2 separate regions of the Mus musculus genome follow, and region 1 is linked to region 2. Evidence: chromatin contacts called from public HiChIP or PLAC-seq data. All regions are on one chromosome and are shown on one strand. The core of a region is the stretch at or near the end of the contact, and the rest is flanking DNA. Distances in the headings are between cores, read along the strand shown. Region 1 has its middle 10 kb from the start of Gm40659. Region 2 has its middle 23 kb from the start of Gm46401.

Region 1 (2,700 bases), core at 53-2,552, 640 kb after region 2:
AGAGGTTCAGTCCATTATCATCAAGGTGGGAGCATGGCAGTATCCAGGTAGGCATGGCACAGGCAGAGCTGAGAGTTCTAGGTCTTCATCCAAAGGCTGCTAGTGGAAGACTGACTCCCAGGCAACTAGGGTGAGGATCTTAAGCCCACACCCACAGTGACACACCTATTCCAACCAGGTCACACCTATTCCAACAAAGCCACACCTCCAAATGGTGCCACTCCCTGGCCCAAGAATATATAAACCATCACAGCTGATGATCTTCTAAACTGTATAATTTCAGGAGTGTTAGGAAAGACATGTCTCACCCAAGTCAGACCTCCATGAATGTGCATGCCTAAAGTCCCACTGTTACAATATGGTTTTGAGAGATCAGTAGAGGGCTCAGTGGGCATGTGTCTTTGTTTTGCGAGTGTGAGGACCTGAGTTGAAGTCTGCAGCACCCATGTATAAGTCTGCCAGTGTCTATACATGCCTGAAACCTCAGTGCTTGAAGTGTAGACATAGGAGAATTGCTGGAGCTAGCTTGCTGAGAGCCTGGCTCTATGTTCACTGGAAGATCCTGTCTCTAAAGAGAATAAGACTTGGGAAAAAGTGGCTTTGATGTCTCTCGTGTTCCATTGTCCACACTAATGAAGTGTGCCTAATCTTGAAGATAGTAGACGTTTAAGACTTATCAAGTGTCAGCTAAACAAATCCAGATGGCTCAGAGCTCAGCAGCAAGGGGAACAGGGTATATTTTCCCACTTGAGTATTTAAACACCTTAGAAGATAAGAAAGGATGTAGGATAGCTTGAATGTTCCCCCACTAGTCTCCTTCTCTGTTCTTGGTCTCTTTCTCTGCTCTTTCCCAAGGCTAACCTGATGCTTCACTCTTAGCTAGAAAAGGGAGACTTTAAGAACGGTCCTTTTTTTCTAGTTCAAAGCACAGGGCTACTGTTTATTCAAGGTGTTGAGTTTCCTTTTCCTCTTGCACTTGGAAGTAAGCACACACCAAGTGATATGTACTCCTCATACTCCTAAGCATCTCTCTCTTGGCACTGGTCCATTCTGTTTCAGAAACTGGGATGGGAGGCATAGTTAAAACTGCTACAGAGGTTCCTATTTCAACGAATAAATTGAGTTATCCATGTTGGGAGCCAGGAATTATAGAAAATATAACATAGTATGCTGCTGAGGTCAGTTACGAGACTTAGAAGAGGAGTAGGAACCCCACTGTGGGCTGACACTTTCTACTTCTATGGAAAACCTTCCCCAGCTCTCATTGGAAGTGGATGACTCATACATACCAAGGAGTATTTTTAGGAATCCACTAACTCATTTGTAGCTTAGAGATGAAAGATGCAATTGGAGCAGCACTCTGAGCCATTATACACAGGCTGTTTGGAGTGTTGCCATTTTACCACTGATATCTTGGTCTGCTATTGAGTCATCTTCTAGGTGAGCAGCAGGAGAAAACAGAAGAGAGGCTGTTGCTACAACAGAGCATTTGATAAGATGTTGGATTAACCAAAGCCCTTAACAGTCTCATATTTATCTCCTCTGGGGAGTACCTAGTTATTCTCAGCACCTCTGGAAATATTCAGTAACATTTGCCAATGTTACTCTGGAACACATTCCATATTGCATTAAAAAGTCTTAGCTGGTGTCAAGAGGTCTATAGCATCAAATATGTAAATGTCTTAGGAGATAGGACTGGAGTGTGTTCTTGTGTTTGCAACTTACTTCATATCATTGGAGAACAGGAAAAATAGAAGTAGCAGACACTTCAAGTGTGAAAGTGTATGGGACAGATTTGTCCTGGAAGGAGGTCTCCCCACAATGTGTGTGTGTGTGTGTGTGTGTGTGCGCGCGTGTGTGTGCAAATATGTATTTGTTTTCATATGTATGTTTTTGCTTATAAGTGTATGGTGTTATGCATGTATATGTATGAATGCACGTATATGTGTTCTTGGCTTATATGTGCTTACCTCTGCATGTTTAAATGAGCTTTTAAATCCAATTTCTAATTAAGGACCGATGGGCCAACAGACTAGTTAGTACGTGATTGGAGCACAGAATGCTTAGTTGAAAACTACAATCATTTTTTATTAATACACAGGGAAAATATTCCATTCAACATCTTGGTATAAGTTAAGTATAATTTGGGCTTGATCAAAAGATATTGTTTGCTGATAACAATAGAAAGCTATGCAGACATTTCCGGATTCCACCTAAACTACTCTGCACAGGTGAGAGTGTGGACTACAGAAGCTAACAGCTTCGGGGTCAGGCAAGAGCCACAGAGCTTCTGAGACAGTCCCTGTTTCGGGCTCCAGACATACGGGCACCTTCCCTGCCAGAGGAGAGGTGTCTTCCCAGCCCAGGAGGGAGTTGCCAAAGCATCTGCTGGAGACATCTTGGTTCCTGGATTCCACCAAGACTAGATTGCAAAGGTTAGAGTGTGGACTACAGAAGCGAAAAGCTTCTGGGACAGGCCCTGTTTAGGGCCTTCATCTTCTGCTAGGAGGCAAGTCCGAATGCCAGATATCTGTGCACCTTCCCTGAAAGAGGAGAGCTTGCCTGCAGAGAGTGCTCTGACCACTGAAATTCAGGAGAGAGATAGTCTCCCAGGTCTGCTGGTAGGGAATAACAGAATCAAGAGAGGAAGAAGCTCTAACCAGAGACAACTATAACAAGTGACTCCAGAGATTACCAAAT
Region 2 (2,700 bases), core at 76-2,575:
GAAATAGAAGAAGAGGAGGAGGGGGGAGAAGAGGAGGAAGAGGACAATGGCAAAAAGGCATGGTGGCACTTCCCTTTAATCTCAGCATTGTTTGCAGAGGTAGAGAAAAAAAGATGAGAAGTTTTAAGGTCATTCTAGTTTACATAGCAAATTTCAAGGACTGGCTGAAACACATGAGATCCTGTCAAAAAGGAAGACAGAAGGAAGGAAAGAAAACCAGAAGGAAAAGGAGGAGAAAGGGAGAGCAGGCAAAGGAAAGGATGGTAGGAGAGATGGAGAAAGAGAGGGGTAGAAGTAACAGAAAGAAAGAAGCCAAGAAAAAAGTCTAATATATAAACATAACTCATATATAAATTGTAAAAATAATACATCACATATATAAGAAATGTTTCTATGCATATAATCCTAGGCCTTTAAGTTATTTCTAGACATTGCTCTGGAGTCAGCTCATACAAAGCATTGTTTTCTTGAAAATTGTATCTATTTTTATGAGAATGGAAAAACAGTGTGCCTGATGATAAACTTTAACTTGTGGGTTTGCAAGTAGAATCCAGTGATATGTGACCCTATGTAGCTGCAGCCTCAGCGTCAGTTTCCTTAGCTAATAGAGCATTAATTACATCTATGTCAGTGTCTCCAGGAGTATAAAATAACGCATGTGCTGCCTTACTCAGAGGCAGCCTTGCCTCGGTCTTCACTATGGTTTGTGAAGGTTTGAGCTTCATATCTGAATCCTGATGGGCAATGAATGAAAACCAATTCTCCCCCAACAAAAAATAATGTATTGGCATGGGGTCTCTGGAGTTGGATAAAAGTTTAATGGAATTCTTAGAATTCTTATATTTTTGCGCCTCCTCCACAGGTGGTAAAACAAGCCACACTGGCATTCGTTGAGAGAATCCTAACCTGAGGAAGTTGTGGGTATACATTCCATATTCTCACCAGGAGAAGGGCTCACTGCGCAGGATAGCAGACTTTGAACTCTGAGAGACAGTCTGGTTCCTGCTGAATCACAGCCGTGTTCCTATTTACTTATGTTACAACATCACCCTTCAAACTTCACTTTATAATGTACCCAAGGAGAGTCTAAGACAACTTACTTAGAAATGAAATAGTTGTTTGACGGTTCTAGTTGAGTTGAATACTGAAAAAAAATCTTTCCTTTTTTTTTTTTTTTTTTGTCATTCTCTGCTGTGATTCATGCAAAGAACTTTATAAAACTCAAAGTGATTGCCTCGGCAGGTTGAGCTGTTACTTGTGGTATCAGGTAGTACAATCCTGCGCAGACAAAATGGAATGCATGGTGCTATTTGAGTCACAGACCTAATCACTGTCTGTCTGAGACGGGATCATTGTGACTCACACAGCTGAGCTGTGCAGAAACACAGAATGCATACAGATACCCAGCCACCAGGAGACAGCCCAGAGGTACTGGCAAGTGCTGTCTGGCTGTTCAAATAAACAGCCTACATATGATGAGCGAGGTGAGGGTCCTTCATATACACAATCCACACTTATCTTCATTCACCTCAATATCCCAGTAGATATTCATTTCTCTTGTCTTCAGTGGCATCCCAACCCTATGTGCTGAGGTTACTATTAATCCAGGAAGAAAGAACCTGTCTCCAAGCTAAGCTGCAAGGACCACATTAAACAGCAAACCTAGAGACCTGGCTCCTTTATCAGGCCCCAAACTTCAAAGAGGTTCGGAAGATCCTCTGGTGTCTAGCTACCAAAGTCCTTTCTGTTGTTTGCCTGGATTATCCTGGGGGGTCCTGGTCTTCAGACAGCCAGAGATGAGATTAGCTGATTTGGCTATAGCCTGGCTTTCATTTAAGACTGTTATCAGCAACTCTTTAGGGGTCTGGAAGAGTATCTGGGCTCCTGAAGATCCGTATTCCTTCCCATTGTCAGGATTCTTAAGCTTCTGGAATCCTAAACCGCCAGGACTGTCTTTGAAGGGAAAAGGTATGAAAGGGAAAAATGTTTCTTCCTAGCTCACAAGTGGATACCACCAGGACAATAACAGATAAAGGCTGGATGAAGGCACATCTAGAATAAATGTTAAATCATGCAACACAATGGGACCCAGTGGGAGTAGAGGAGAAATCCTTACTGAAGAGAAAAGACTAGGGACTAGTTAGGTAGCTCTGGCTCTGAAGGGCTTGCCTTACTAATGTAAGGCCCCAAGTTTGATCCTTAGCATCCATATAAAGCAGACAGAGATGGTGGGAGAGTGCAGATAGAGAGATCTGCCTGGGCTACCTGGCCAGCCAGCCTACTCTACTTGGAGAAGTTCTAGTTCAGTATGACAACTTTTTCCGTGGTGTCTGAGGAATGATGCTCAAGTGCCAGACAGCTTACACATTTGTGCACATGTGCACACACACACACTCACACACAAACACACACCAATACAACTACATGCCCCAGAGATACATACAGAGACACACTCATACACATAAGAAGGAAACTCAAATTAACCAGAAATCAGCTAGACAAAGGAATGGCCTTCTGTGAAATTGCTGCCTATTTGCAGACGTCACCATTTCCGTAAGGAGGACCCTACTTTGAAGTTCTTCTTCCAGGATTCACAGCCCCATGTCTTAGAAGGGCCTAGAGAGAGAGGCCCTTTCCACTGGGGACAGGGCATATCCTTCTATTTTGATTTTCCCCTTATGTGTTAATGTTCTTGCTTGG

What was found. HiChIP or PLAC-seq counts read pairs in DNA pulled down with a chosen protein or histone mark.
Region 1: a contact with region 2 is called in an HNF4G HiChIP or PLAC-seq map of pancreatic cancer cells. The contact joins two enhancer-like sites. A contact is called at or near these places in 1 of 15 datasets of contacts at CTCF or cohesin (the NIH/3T3 cell line) and 2 of 115 datasets of contacts at active chromatin or transcription factors (bone marrow-derived macrophages and pancreatic cancer cells).

What each region holds. Positions count from the first base shown.
Region 1 is chr13:5,247,498-5,250,197 of GRCm38.p6, reverse strand. No RefSeq gene overlaps it. Among named protein-coding and RNA genes, the nearest start is that of Gm40659, 10 kb to the left of the region's middle. Within about 2 kb of position 1,302, at least 45 of the 459 cell types and tissues checked have an H3K27ac peak or open chromatin away from gene starts, as enhancers often do. A contact at or near this core is called in pancreatic cancer cells, where this site is marked.
Region 2 is chr13:5,891,541-5,894,240 of GRCm38.p6, reverse strand. No RefSeq gene overlaps it. Among named protein-coding and RNA genes, the nearest start is that of Gm46401, 23 kb to the left of the region's middle. Within about 2 kb of position 1,325, at least 56 of the 459 cell types and tissues checked have an H3K27ac peak or open chromatin away from gene starts, as enhancers often do. A contact at or near this core is called in pancreatic cancer cells, where this site is marked.